Linked DNA regions of Mus musculus: all the other regions are linked to region 3. The links are chromatin contacts, called in public Hi-C, HiCAR-type, HiChIP or PLAC-seq and promoter capture Hi-C maps. All regions are on one chromosome and are shown on one strand. Each heading gives the region's core, a stretch centred on a gene start, on an enhancer-like site or on the middle of the called end of the contact. The rest is flanking DNA. Distances are from core to core; before and after follow the strand shown. Region 1 holds the start of Cyb5r4 (cytochrome b5 reductase 4). Region 2 holds the start of Snap91 (synaptosomal-associated protein 91). Region 3 holds the start of Tbx18 (T-box18). Region 4 holds the start of Snhg5 (small nucleolar RNA host gene 5). Region 5 holds the start of Mrap2 (melanocortin 2 receptor accessory protein 2).

Region 1 (2,700 bases), core at 58-2,557, 710 kb after region 3:
AACAAAACTTACTTCTGCTATCGCATCTAAGGAACTTGCTGTCTTTGCCTAGAAGTTTTCTCCTTTAAATGAATGCTGAGAACATAGCCATTTTAATGAAGAAAGTCAGTTACTGACGTTCTCATTCTACAAAGGGCAACCTTAGACTATGGAGCCAAGCACTTAGCTTAAAGAGAGAGCAAGATACCCAGTTGATGGCTGGTGAGCAGAGGCGCACACACAGCAATGAAGGAAATGTCATAATCACAAGCTTACGTGACTGATAGCAGACTTTCATCAACCTATTTCTTTTTACCAAGAATGAAGATAGTAAACGTCCCTAGCTTCAGGGTAACTGTGAAGATTCAATGGGCAAAGGAAAAGGACTCCAGATACACATGGCCATCAGTGAGCCCACAAAACATCTTAGTGCTATGTATGATTAAAGCTGGGGACAGACATTTCTGAAAAATAAATGAAAACCTCAATTCCTTTTCTGATCTAAGGGCAAAACCTCAGATCTAAGTGGAGAAGAATGGAAAGTCTCAAAGTCATATAAAATAAAACTCGAGAAAGGAATCGAGTAGCCCAAGAAGACAGAAGTCTCAAAAGAAAATACCAAGATGTGGTTACAGAATAAGGAACTAGCAAAATAACATAAGAGCATTCGCCTTGCAATGAATACACTACACAATTTGTACTGAATTTTGCAACTATATATCTGTATTTCCACCTGCTGCTGACAGTAACCATATTCAACAAATAGACAAGAGCATGGTACCAGATTCAAAATCAACCAGGGGTGTCTACAGATGAGGCAGTGCTGGAACCACTGGCTACCGTATACACAGAGGAGTGCGACTTGAAGAGGTGGCACTAAATCTGACGGCAGGTTTGCAGACTCCAATCATCCCTAGCCACCGCCACTGCTCAGCCTGGATCTTTGACCGTAAAGAACAAAAGACTGGAGAGGACAGCTTGAGACAGAAATGCAACCATGCCGGAAGCGGGGTGCCGAGTGGACTTACCGCGGCCAACTTCAGCAGCTCAAACACACTTAGGGCGTTTGAGTTAGTAGTCGAACGAACGGCGTCGCCACTTACCTTGCTGCGCCCCTGGGAGGAGACGCGCTGCTGGGAGCCGGGGGCCGGGAAAGCCTGGGAAGGGACGTTCAGCATCCTGGGCCCCCGGCTCGGGCCGCATCCGGGCTCCGCCACCGGACAGGCTGCCCTGGTGGGACCCCAGCGCCCACCACCGTCCGTGCGGGCTCCTTGGCCCGGCCGAGGCCAAGCCCCCGACCCACTTCCGGGGTCGCCAGGGGTCAGGCGCGTCGTGACGCAATCACGCTCACGAGAGGCGGGGCGGGGGCGGAGTCAGAGGAAAGGCTCACTCACTCTGTGAGCCCGGTCGCCCGGCTTGGGAAGGGGTGGCTGTGCGGGGGTTGGGGGCAGGGCAGCGCATGCTCAGTTACTCTTTGGTCCTAAACTTCAGCACCACAAGGAAATGACAGCTTTCTGCTGAAAGATCAGAGAGTGAAGCTGTTCCCCAGCCCTGGTGCTGATAGAGGCCGAGGGTTATTTCTGGTAGAACAAGAAGACCAGTGCCTGTCTCTTGATAAACAACAATTGAAATATGAAAGAAAACAACACTATCAAAACGTTCAGACTGCTGAATAGTTCTCTCCTGTAAAATACTAAGCTCTAGGAAAGAGGACTTCACAGTTTCATGAGCTAAGAAGCCGAACTCAAGCAGCCTCTGCTGTGGGTTAAGAAACGTCACGTTTGGGGAACCAGTCTGGAAAACGAGTAAAAGACGTTTCCAGACGACGTTTCCAGAAGACCTTCTCTATCCATACACTCACACATTCTTCCTCCTCCCATAACTCTTCACTTTCCCTGAAATCTACAAGTAGCTCACTCCTAAATAGAGTGATTTGGTTTTGGTGTCATCCTTGTATTTAATGGCCTATGCACGCTACTTTTTATTAAAGGAACATTTTGTCTGTATAGGCTTGGGTTTCTGTAAGAAATAAATGGCTATATCTAAACCATATACTGTATATATTAATAGGCATGTAACAAAAGACAGGCCACCTTATACTATCCTGATTTGTTAACAAGAGAAATTCCTAACACTGTGGGTCCATGTTAGTGATACATTGGCTTTTTCTTTTTGCTAGGAAAATACACAGATCCACAGGGTGGAATCCAATAGAAAGAGAACATTTTCCCAAAGAGTAGTTCTAAATAACCCATCCCATTCTCTGTGGGGTTCTAATTTTTTCTGATTCTGGACACATCATTTACTCCAGCTATGTAGTTTCCAGAGTCCCTGGGAGTCAAAGTTGTGATAATGTGGTTTAATATTATGAGAGAGTCTGTGGATATGCTTAGTCATTCAAGCACGGGACATTTCTTAGCTAGCTAATTACCTCTCATCTCCACCTCTACCCATTTTTATTCTGGAATACTGCAGGAAAATATTTTTGGTATATTGTCAGACAAGCATTGAACTTGCAGTTCTCCTGCCTCATCCTCACAAGTAGCTCAGATTATAGATTAATAAAATATGTTTGTTTGCACCTGAACTGCTGAGCAGGTGATTATATAAAAACTAAAAGGACTTCATGAGCATAATCTACTGTGTCACCCTAACCATGCAAGTCCATCGTCCATCTCATTAAAGTATGGAATAAGTTTTCTTCTGTGATGCCTATGTAAG
Region 2 (2,700 bases), core at 74-2,573, 850 kb after region 3:
AGTATTCTGTTGTGTGGATATGCCATGTTTTCTTTAGCTATTTATCAATAGACTGGTTTTCCTCCAGTGTGGGGCCATTATATAAGCTGCTACTAATTTTGAGTGAAAGTTTAAAGAGAAAAATGTGTGTGTCTGGTTCCCCCCCCCCCCAATTGGGTAAATACTGTGCAGGACTGCGGGGGTCATATAGTAATACGTACATAACTTTTTGGTGGTGGTCTTGATCTTTCTTTCTTTAGTCAACAAGGTTTCTAATTGCTGCTGCTGGGATCAGCCCCAGCTGTTAGGAAGTTATGATTGGGTATTGAACACCGGACCAAGAGAAAAACTACAAGGCAGAACCTTGATGTGTGTAAGTAGGCGTATATGACCTTGGGGGACTGAACAGAGGTCACCTGTGTAAAGCCAGAAAATATGTCAGGGAAGTACCTAAGGGAACTTCTGATCTTAACCGTGGGAATTTAAAAGAATAGTTAAGACAATGACCTTTACAAATGTCAACTCATGAAATTATTAACCGACTCCAATCCCATGCAAATAACACTCGACATTCAAATAATATAAGACGTTCCGACATATTTAAATGGCAAAAATTACAGTTTAAGGGTGCAAATGATTACAAGACGAGTGTAATCTGGCATTCAGCTAATTGCTTTGCTACTTGTCTATACCGCATACCTCAGTATTGCTTTAAGGCTAAAGCGGCTCGAATTACCTGCCCACTCGGCTCCCCGTTGTAACTGAGACTAGTGGAGCAGCCTCAAGGAGCTGAGGGTGCACAGGTAACGGTCGCGTGGCCACAGAATCTGACATTTCAAATCGCCCTGCCCATCTGGGCCTCTACTGCCGAGGACAGGCCAGCTAGTCACAGGCACGCTTCTTAGGAGAAGGGGCTGGGCTCTGTTGGCAGCGCACGCTGCCGCCCTTGCCTCGGCCTTCACAGCCCTCCCTCTCCCCAGGCCCACGCCCGCGGCGATCCCCGAGCATCCTGCAGTTGCCCGGCAGGTATGCGCGGCGCGCGCGCACCAGGTCCGCCCGGGGACGCAGCGGGTGCGCGCGGGGACGCAGGGCGCGCGCAAGAACGCAAGCCATAGAGCCGCGGCGCCCCTCCGGTCCCACCCCCTCCTCCGCCGTCGCCCGCCAGGGATGCTCGCGTGCGGCCCTCCTCCCGTTTAAAGCCGCGGCTCCGAGGGGGGCGGCGAGCAGGAGCGACAGGGAGGGGGCCGCTGGCGTTCTGCAGAGGACTGGCCCGGGTTCGTCGGCTGCCGTCACCTGACTCGTCGCAGGCGCTCCAGCTGAGGTGGGGGCGGGGATGGGGACGCTGCGCCGAGCGCTAGAGAGACGCGGCGGCGCTGGCGGAGGCGGCGGCGGGTGGGGACCGCGGGGACCGCGGAGCTGAGACAGGGGCCGGGCCGGGGCTACAGGCATCGCGGCCCGGGGACACCAGGGCGGTGCGTGTCTGCACTCAGCTACCTCGCGCGGCGTCCGGGCTGCGGTGCTCCTGGGGCGGGGTGAGTACGCTGGGCCGCACGGGTCCCCTCCCCTGCTCCAGGACCCGGGGATTCGAGGGATAATCCTAGGGCGCGGAGAAGGGCAGAGGCGGCCGGGTGACAGCTCGGTGGCGCTTTAGCGGCCGGGCGGGGCCTGGGCTGTCCGCCCTCTGAGATCCGACTGGAGAAGGGTGAGGCGCATCGCGGCTCAGGGCGGCCCGACTATAGGGATGGAGGGCGAGGGAAGAGGAGTCGTTGCTGCCGCCGCAGCCCCAGGACAGAAAGGAGGTGGCCGCGGCCCTGCGGTGCTGTGGGAGACACGTTGCGGCTCGGGGCAGCGAAAGGTGCGCGCTTCTGGGCGCGGCGTCCGGGGTAACCCCGACGCGCACCGGGTCTCGCACCACCGAAAAGGGTTGCGCGGACAGTGCTGCTTGACAGGGGGCGAAGCCGGGATGTGGTGACCGCTTCAGGGTGTGGGAAAGCGGGACCGTGGCACGATGCAAGGACTACCCTGCGGGTGGCTGACAGCCCTGGACCTCGATGGACCAACTGGGCTTGGCGCGCCGCTGGTCCCAAGAGGCGGTGCCAGGGCGGGGTCGGCGGAGGAGAGAACCGCCGAGCGGAGGGAGCAGGCAAGGCCGGGCGCTCCAGCTAAGGCGGTGCGGGTGAAAGCCGGACCATCTCCTCTTATTTCCTGCAGAAGAGGAGGCGGTAGACGCGGCCGGTGAAGATGTCGGGCCAAACGCTCACGGATCGGATCGCCGCCGCTCAGTACAGCGTGACTGGCTCTGCTGTAGCAAGAGCAGTCTGCAAAGCCACCACTCATGAGGTGATGGGCCCCAAGAAGAAGCACCTGGACTGTAAGCATCCTTTTATATAAGCGGGACATGCGCGTGACCATAGGGGCTCAAAGGCCGGCGGCATGGCCTTGGCAGTCTGTAATACTGCCAGAAGCCTTGGGAACTGGCTCACCATCGAGTCGATCCTGAGATCCTGAGCTCCTGCCTCTGGCCTTGGAGGTGTCCCCTTGAATAGGCCCTGAAACCTTGTCTATCGAGCCGTTTTTTTCTTCTGATGACCTCCAAGAGCCTAGAGGAGGGAACACACACACACACACACACACACACACGGTTGCATAAAAGTGTACATTTGGGCTACATCCTTTTAATCATTTTTTTTCTCCACTCTCTGTTAGGTTAAAGGAAATGAG
Region 3 (2,700 bases), core at 137-2,636:
AGCTTCTCCAGACAGCTTCAAGCCAGTAGGCTACACCGGCTCCCAGTGCCCCAAATAAAACAATGTCTTCCAATTGAACGCATTTTTCAGGCATTTAAAAATCTGCATCCACAGCAAAGATATTACCAAGTCCTTTCTGGCCCAGGCCTTGCAGGCGCCTCTAGGCACTCGCTGCTTGGTTCAATTTCTTCCCAGCACTCCAGTCCTGAAGGAACTGCAGGTTTCTCTATCTATGATTTAAAAACAAAACCCTCCTTCCGGGGTTGATGGTACTTTCAGAGGCCATTTTCCTGAATGCCGAGGAGAAGCCAGAAGAAAGCTAGGACTGCAGTGTTTAAATGAACATCGAATAAAGGAGGCAAAGCAAAATGAAACAAAACGAATCGTCCCTGGCCTATTTTATACTAAAGATTTGTGCACATAGTGAATTTTATTCTACAAGTGATTTTTTTTATTATCCCCATCAAACCCACATCCTGTTAATCCTAAGAAAATGTTGAGTTTAAACAACAGAACTGCACATACATGTTTGCGATCGTTCAATTCTAGAGTTCTGCTTTCTTTTGAATTTATTTTAAAGAAACACGCCGATTAAAAAAAAAAACCAATATGAATACGAAGCTACTTTTAACATACAGAACTTTCAAAAAACATACAGAAATTCATAAAACATGGTTTACTTTGTGAAGTTTTGAAGTTAAACCTATATCATTAAAGACAAACAGAATTAAAATCCCAGGACCTACGTTTTAAAATAATTAGTCCTAAATAAAAGGAGACACCTTTCCTGAATCGGTTATATGAAGGTCTGAGAGATATTACAATGATTAATTTTTAAATCTAAAAAATATCAAATATGCGTAAACTCATCTCACGTAAGAAAAAAATCTTCGGAGTAAGATTCAAGCCCGTGGTCATTCTCTCCATACAGTGGGCATCAATAGATGCAGGAATGTTTAAGTGAGAAACAACAAACTGTTGGCTGTAAGTTCCTGCCTCCTCCAAATGTACTTCTTAGCCCCATGGACAGGGATGAGAGACCGGAGATTTAAGGGTCCTTGAAAGATCCTCTATACTACTAGTTACGGATCTCTTTTCTCGGTTAAACCCTGAGGCTCAGCCTTTCCTGGTCCTGATAAGAAAAGCCTGAGAAGCGACTGGGTTGGCGGGTGTCAGCAAAAGAGGGTTCAGCTTTCTAGAGACTGGCAGAGACGAGCCAGATGGCGGCGCTTTTCGGTCTGAGATTTTCCGACCTTGTAAGGAAGTGGGCGCGGGCTGAGCGGAGTTAGATTCTCCTGATTGGTAAACCGTTTCGGTGATGGACAGCTCCATAGGACCCTCCCCCGCCGCTTTATTGACACTAATGAGCAAGTTCTTCCCACCGCTCTCCTGCCTTGAAGTGCTGACAGATCAAGGCAACAAATTTCAATTACAATCCCTAATTTGTGTCCGCAGAGTGTTTTTTTTTTCCCCGTGTTAGTCCTCTCGGGCTCATCAGTCGAGGCAGATCTTGGAGCAGCAGGAGGAGGTGGAGGGTTTGGGAGTCAAGAAGTGCATCATTGAACTCGAGGGAGAGACAGAGGGAAGGAAACTTGGCGGCCGCGTTCCTGCTTCCTCGGATCCCAACGCCAGAGAAAGAGGAAACGGCAAATTTGTTTTTGCCCGCAGCTAGGAAGGGGACAGATCTCGGGAGGCATCGGGAGCTGCGGAGCGTTTGGTGGGGGGCCAGGAGGGCGAGCGCGTGCGTGCGCCCCAGCCGCGAGTATATGAGAGAGGGGCGAGCGGGCTCGGGGAGGCGGGGATGGCGGAGAAGCGGAGGGGCTCACCGTGCAGCATGCTAAGCCTCAAGGCGCACGCCTTCTCTGTGGAGGCACTGATCGGCGCCGAGAAGCAGCAACAGCTTCAAAAGAAGCGGAGAAAGCTGGCCACGGAAGAGGCGGCGGGGGCGGTGGAAGACGCAGGCTGCAGCCGTAGCGGAGGCGCGGGGGAGCACGGCTGCTCGGAGGCCGACGAAGAAGCGGCTGCCCCGCCGCCGGCAGCCGGGGCGGCGTCCGGGCCAGCGCGGAGCTGCGCGGACGCGGAGCGGAGCTGTGGCTCCCGCGGAGCGGCGGGTGAGTCGATCGATCCCTTCCTGCCCCAGCGGCTTCCCGGTGCGTCTCCGCCCGGCTCCCGCGAACCTGAGCTTCGGTGAGGCAGCGCTAGCGCCCGCTCCTCCCGGGCCTCCGCCGCCGAGCCCCGGGGGCAGGCGTTGAGCCGTCGGCCCCGCACACCGTCCATCCGCGGCTCTCTGCCCGGCTCGGCGGGCTGCCGCCGTCCTCGCCTCTGCGCCGGGAGGGTTCGAGCCCAGGGCTGCCGCTGCTTTTCACTTCTCTAAGTTTTAGGGGCCCCCGGGGCGCGTGCGGGAGGGCGCGGGCTAAAAGCGCGGAAAAGGGCTCGGACGCCCAGAAGTTGGGTGCGCCAACCGGGGAGGCGGCGGCGAGCTCGCCCACACTCTCTGCCCTTCTGAACGCGGAGCGCTACTCCTCCGGAGCCCAGGGCGCCTCGGGGCGGGCTTTTAGCTCTCTTCTATCCGCTGTGCTGCGGGGCCCGGAGAGCCAGCAGCCCGGAGGATTGCCTGGAGCGGGGTTTGGGGAAGTTCTCAGAAAGTGCCTCGCGCGAGGCCCAGAGGCCCGGCGGCCTCCTGGGGCGGAGGGAGGAAGG
Region 4 (2,700 bases), core at 86-2,585, 790 kb before region 3:
AGTAAGAGGCCCTATCTCAAAAGGGAATAAATGGTGCTTGCGAGGATAACACCTAAGGCTGCCCTTCAGCCTCTGCATGCATGTGTGTACCTGGGCACATAGATTTAAAAAGAACCAAATTAAGACCACAGGCTTGAAATGTAGCCCAGAGGCACAGTCCTTAACCAGATGCTGTGACAAGCTTTTACCATGTGATTCTATTCCCTACCTTCTTTCTATGGCAAACCTTATGTGATGTTCTTACCCAAACGGCTTTTATTCACTTATTACCATTACTATCACATGTGTGCATGATGTGTGTGAGGGCATGCATGCCACAGTCTATAAGTATGGTGATCAGAGGATAACTGTTAATGTAAACTGACAGCAAATGCACACATAATTAGTAAAAAATGCTACAAAATAAAGACCCGAGCTTCCAAGTGCTAAAATATCCAAATGTGTGTATCCATACATTTAAATTACTTTGAATTATATATTTGACCTTTGAAGTCTTAAGTTTTTTTCTGCAGATAATTTAGAAGGGAGAAACTTAAAAAATAGCAAAGGATAGCTATGTGACCTTAGGCCAACTGGCGGCTTTTGACTTGCTTTCTCCTCTGTGAAACGGAATGTTTAACTTCTCAGCATTCTGACAGTATAACTGTCACTAGTGTCTGTTTCCCGGAGTGGGAGACTTGGGGGGGCGGGGGAATCTGGTGTTGGACCTGGTTGAGCGCCCAAGCAGGCGTTGGATAAGCCTGCACTGGACAGCATGGCTGTCTGCAGACCAGCGGCACCCCCAGAATGCAGGAAGGATAAACGGAGAGCTTTTCGGTTTTCACCCGCGTAATTCTGTCCTCCCAGGTCCCTTCGGCTGCCCCGCTGAATACACAAGCGCAGCGCTGGCCACCGTAGCAACCAAGCTTCTCCACCAGCGGCGCTCAAAGCTGCCTGCGCGGCGAAGTCAAGGCCACTCCCTGCCGCCGACCGTCCGTGTCGACTAGGCTCGAAGCAGGCGGTGACCTCGCCTCCAACTGCGGCAGTTCGTTTGAATTCTGGCGCCACTCCCACGCCACGTCGAGCTGAGCCACCCCGCCAGACTCGGAAGAGACCGGTGGCGGCGAGCCAGCGGGAGCGCGCGCAGCAACGGAGATGCACGCGGCGGCGGGCGGGCGGCGCGCACCACGCCCCGGAATGGCCTGTAAAAAAAAAAAGAGGTCCAAGGCGCGCGCTCCCACGCGTTGCTTCATGAAAAGCCACGCCCCCACGTACTCTCGCGTCCAATCAGTGACAGAGGGAGGGGCAGCCTCGATCTCGCACAAAGGAGACTATAAAAGGAGCTGCGGTGAACCGGGCTCGTTCTTTTACGACGGAGCCTAAGATATTCTTTGTCTTGTCGGTGAGTGAGTTACAGTCGGATGACCAAGTGAAATATAGGGGTGCAACGAGGATTTGGAGGCTTCTGAGACTTGAACTTAGGGTACTGGTGTAAACTTCCTCGGAGAAGTGCGCAGCAGCTAATGATATTTCGGGATTGGAGTCTGGGCCCCAGTGAGATTCGTACTAAGCGGCCTGACTGAAGGCCGCATGCGTTCTAGTTCCTGAGTCCCCGCGTGGGTAGGTTTTTACAGCAGGGTTTGCAGCCTTTTGTGCTGTTCCGAAGGTACTAGAGTCACCGAAAGAGACATCCTATTATATGCACGTTCACAAGGACAATGGCGCCATTGTTCTTCGCGTCTTCAAAGCAGCTACAAGAAGAAACCAAGGTAAAGGCGATGCAGCTTCTATATTTTAAGAATATTGTTATAGTGCAATAGGAAGTGATGTGTGATGCTTAAATTTTGTTTTTTGATTTTTCATTATATTAGATGGAGGGGAGCCCAAAGCATCTGAGAGAATTGATAAATGAAAGAAACATGCTTAAAACATGACCGTTTTAAAGGGTGTGTATTGAAGCCTAGATTTTTTCCCTTGTAAGCATGCAAACATACCGTTGTGAAGTAAGAATCCGGGTTCCTGGAAATGTATTGTGAAGTAGTCCTGGCCAAACTACTCTGGCCTTTGCAATTTGGAGTGACTGTTGTGAATGCATGGTGTACAAATTGATTGTACAAACAGTTGTGAGACATACCGGGTCAGAACAGTGATGAAATACATCCCGAAGATGATGACCTGAAGATAAATGCAGCTTCTGAGAGAAGACCATTGTGTTTAAGTGGTAGTCTTGTTAATGCAGTTCTTACTCATAGCATGTCATGGTACCTCTTTCTGTAGTGAATGCTGACCAGTGAGATGCCAGCCTGCGTGTGAAGATCCTACAGCAGAAGTGCATGTGAGTGGTGCTCTGTTTTGTTTTCTGCTGAGCTTACTGTCGTTGGTCTAGTCTATGATGATCCTATCCCGAACCTGAATTCCTGTTGAAAAACCATAATTACGGATCTGGCTTCTGAGATGGACCATTGCAAAGGACTATTGTGTTCTTCTTTAATGTTGGCAATGACGTAATGCCTGTGTTTTTGTTTTTATATTTTAGGGCCAGTGACACAAGAACTTGCGAGAGATGCCAGTCCGCCTGTGAAGATCCTGCAGCAGGAGTGCATGTGAGTGGTGCTCTGTTTTGTTTTCTGCTGAGCTTACTGTCGTTGGTCTAGTCTATGATGATCCTATCCCGAACCTGAATTCCTGTTGAAAAACCATACTTACGGATCTGGCTTCTGA
Region 5 (2,700 bases), core at 119-2,618, 590 kb after region 3:
TATAAATTCCCTCTGGGAATGCTTTCCTGGGTAGTCCTGAGCCATCTTTTAAAAGCGTTTGTTCTGGGAGACTGTTTCCATCTTTTGAAAAGTCTCCTGGCTCTATTCCCCTCCCTCACACCTGTGCGAGGTGACTCTAAAACGCTTTCACTGTTCCAGGGTGCTAGCTACTCAGGCTTCAAACTGCTCCTTTCGGACTTCAAGACCTCTCCAAGTATTCTCCAAGTACTCTGCCTTCCGGAAGGAGCTAGTTATCCTCGCCCCACCCCCTTACCCCGTCAGGTCAGTACTGCCACCATGCTATTAACATCAGAGCCGGTCTGATTGGATGGATCCTCGCATCCCGGGGCCGTTTTCTGGTACCTGTTTATGCTGCTGTGCTCCCTGCCTGGAATCGCAGCGTTAGTTTTCAGATCTCTCTCCGCCCCCACGGTTAGCTTGTGGAGTCGGGTTAAAAAATATATACTTAGCTCTCTCATCTTTTTTCACCTGTGTGCTGGAAATACTACTACTTACTTGGGGGAGGGGACAGTTCCTTAAGGATTAATTTATGTGTGACAGTTCCTTTCTCTCTCTTCCCTGGATCGCCAGGGACACCTTCTTCCAAGCTTCTTTTGCTCTCAAAACATGCCCGATTGCTTCATCGTTGACAGGTTAAATCGAGTACAATATCCGGGGCTCCATGTCATCTAAAGCGCTGTGGGAACCGAAGCATCCATCAGAACAGTTTTCTGTCGCACTTGCTCTCAGAAGGCCTTCCCCGGTTCAGTACACAGAACGGGGCAGAGAAGGACGCAGCAGGGACTTGCAACTGCAGCCTCACGGGTAAGGTGACCCACCACCCGCTGGCTCTCCAATCTGAACAAACCTATCTACGCAGGTTAATCCTGAGAAACAGACACACTGCAGGGGGCGCGCATCCTGGGGCCGGGGGACCACACCCTTGGTCTGAAGGTGCAGGTTCCCCAGACCCTGGCGGCGGCGGGAAAGTTTCTCACCTGCGGCAGAGGGTGTGGCTGGGTCGTGGTGCCCTGCGCCCCCTGGATGCTCAGCTCAGCCCGCGGAGCTATATGCAGGATTTCCTGACTCCTTGGGCCGCAAGGGGTGATCTCAGCAGCAAAGCAGGCTTCGAACTTAGGAGTCCTTCAAAAGACCAGCAAGCTATTCTAGGTCTGAACCCCGATATAACTCTTTCCCACCCTTCTCATCTTCACCCACTCCAATCCCAACACGCATGCAGACTGAAAGGCACCCGGACCCCAGGCTAGCCCCTCACCCCGTCCTGTCCTGGGTTACCGCAGGCTTTACACGGTTCAGCTCCTCCGGTGCTCGAGCCTCACCGCCGCCGTGCCGCCGCCGCCAGTGAACAGAGCTGTGCAAGTCGCTCCCTGCGCCGCGGTGCGGTGGAGACGCGCGCTCGCGACCTAGCGGCGGAGGCGGCACTGGGCACAGAGGCTGTAGCTGAGCTCCTGAGCCGCCTTCCCAACCTTAGGGATCCACATGAACCACCACCACCCAGTGTGTGTAAGAACCTGCAACGAGCAAAGGAAAGAAAAGATGTCCAGGGACACTTTATCCTCTCCGGCTCTGTAGTGGGTGTCTTAAGGTCAGCTTTGGGTACAAGCTCTCATGAGCTGATCAAGATGAAATGGGGCCACATGAACAGAGAGGCCAGTTATTCTCAGCCTTGCGTTCAAGTTCAGCGAGGCTAGAGTTCTACAGAATGCACTGCTTCAATTACTATCTTGGATTTTGGGTGCCTCCTCCATACTATAGGTACAGATGCCAAGGGGCATCAAACACCCTTCAGACTGACCCCAAAGAGTTAGCAGGGGGCTGGGAGCAGGCTTCAAGTTAACAGCCATGCTCCCTGACAGACAGACGAAGTTCTGCATCTGTTTGTTCATTCAATCTGTATCCGGTGCCAAACACCAGCTTTCCAAAGGATGTATCTAGTAAAGAGACAGACAATAAACATTGCCAATAAATACAACTAGGGCTATTTGAGTAAAGTGTGGGCAAAAATACAAAAAGAAAATAGGGCAGTTGGGGAGCGGGAGTGGGGTGGGGGTGGGGGTGGGAGTGGGGGGTTCAGAGTTAGAGTTACTCTGTAACACGGAGGTGAGAGAACAACCAGGCTTGTGTATGGGGAAAGAACAATGCCTTAGAGCCAGTCTCTGAGATGTCCCTTAGTGTGTGTGTGTGTGTGTGTGTGTGTGTGTGTGTGTGCCACATGAGAAGATCCACGGCCATATTGGTTTTATAAATAAGAAAACATAAACTGAGCAGCAATGGTGCAATACCTTTAATTCCAGCACTCTTTGAATTCGAGGCTAGTCTGGTCCACAGAAAGAGTTCCAGGACAGCTACAGAAAGAAACCCAAGCGGGAAACTGAGAGGGATGCTGAGAGAACTGCATGGGAAGGCCCTGCCAGAAAAGGATTCCTGGAAATGATATCTGAGAAAGCTGATTCATAGTTTTTTTTAAGTAGTTTCACTATTTTTGTTTTGTTTTGTTTTTTCTCTTTTTTTATTGGGTATTTATTTCATTTACATTTCCAATGCTATCCCAAAAGTCCCACACACACTCCCCCACCCACTCCCCCACCCACCCACTCCCACTTCTTGGCCTTGGCGTTCCCCTGTACTGAGGCATATAAAGTTTGCACGACTAATGGGCCTCTCTTTCCACTGATGGCC

Evidence for each region. Promoter capture Hi-C pulls out the DNA fragments that hold promoters and counts their contacts. Hi-C and Micro-C count contacts between places; a contact is called where the count stands out from the background. HiCAR-type assays count read pairs that join an accessible place to other places. HiChIP or PLAC-seq counts read pairs in DNA pulled down with a chosen protein or histone mark.
Region 1: a promoter capture Hi-C map of second pharyngeal arch cranial neural crest shows a contact between it and region 3, with 4 times the contacts expected there. The contact joins the promoter of Cyb5r4 here to the promoter of Tbx18 in region 3. A contact is called at or near these places in 6 of 39 promoter capture datasets (cranial neural crest, embryonic stem cells, frontonasal cranial neural crest and 3 more), 16 of 484 Hi-C or Micro-C datasets (Sertoli cells, cardiomyocytes, cranial neural crest and 6 more) and 8 of 115 datasets of contacts at active chromatin or transcription factors (craniofacial prominence, embryonic limb bud, embryonic stem cells and 2 more).
Region 2: a contact with region 3 is called in a Hi-C map of embryonic stem cells, with 2.5 times the contacts expected there. The contact joins the promoter of Snap91 here to the promoter of Tbx18 in region 3. A contact is called at or near these places in 4 of 39 promoter capture datasets (cranial neural crest and embryonic stem cells), 9 of 484 Hi-C or Micro-C datasets (all in embryonic stem cells) and 1 of 115 datasets of contacts at active chromatin or transcription factors (embryonic stem cells).
Region 4: a contact with region 3 is called in a HiCAR-type map of astrocytes, with 3 times the contacts expected there. The contact joins the promoter of Snhg5 here to the promoter of Tbx18 in region 3. A contact is called at or near these places in 6 of 39 promoter capture datasets (the 3T3-L1 cell line, cranial neural crest, embryonic stem cells and 2 more), 7 of 484 Hi-C or Micro-C datasets (adipose-derived mesenchymal stem cells, cardiomyocytes, embryonic stem cells and 1 more) and 12 of 115 datasets of contacts at active chromatin or transcription factors (the NIH/3T3 cell line, astrocytes, craniofacial prominence and 6 more).
Region 5: a contact with region 3 is called in an H3K4me3 HiChIP or PLAC-seq map of embryonic stem cells, with 11 read pairs. The contact joins the promoter of Mrap2 here to the promoter of Tbx18 in region 3. A contact is called at or near these places in 2 of 39 promoter capture datasets (cranial neural crest and embryonic stem cells) and 2 of 115 datasets of contacts at active chromatin or transcription factors (both in embryonic stem cells).

Annotation. Positions count from the first base shown.
Region 1 is chr9:87,020,636-87,023,335 of GRCm38.p6, reverse strand. It overlaps Cyb5r4 (cytochrome b5 reductase 4), which reads right to left and starts at 1,307. Exons shown (of 16, transcript NM_024195.2): 1 at 1,083-1,307. The coding sequence starts at 1,157.
Region 2 is chr9:86,879,072-86,881,771 of GRCm38.p6, reverse strand. It overlaps Snap91 (synaptosomal-associated protein 91), which reads left to right and starts at 1,323. Exons shown (of 30, transcript NM_013669.2): 1 at 1,323-1,511; 2 at 2,191-2,350. The coding sequence starts at 2,221.
Region 3 is chr9:87,729,946-87,732,645 of GRCm38.p6, reverse strand. It overlaps Tbx18 (T-box18), which reads left to right and starts at 1,386. Exons shown (of 8, transcript NM_023814.4): 1 at 1,386-2,111. The coding sequence starts at 1,802.
Region 4 is chr9:88,521,532-88,524,231 of GRCm38.p6, reverse strand. Snhg5 (small nucleolar RNA host gene 5) reads left to right here and starts at 1,335. Exons shown (of 5, transcript NR_040721.1): 1 at 1,335-1,748; 2 at 1,851-1,925; 3 at 2,257-2,314; 4 at 2,516-2,582. It overlaps LOC115487267 (a small nucleolar RNA gene), which reads left to right and starts at 2,364; the gene lies at 2,364-2,435. It overlaps LOC115487269 (a small nucleolar RNA gene), which reads left to right and starts at 2,632; the gene lies at 2,632-2,700.
Region 5 is chr9:87,142,974-87,145,673 of GRCm38.p6, reverse strand. Mrap2 (melanocortin 2 receptor accessory protein 2) reads right to left here and starts at 1,368. Exons shown (of 5, transcript NM_001177731.1): 1 at 1,277-1,368; 2 at 999-1,143.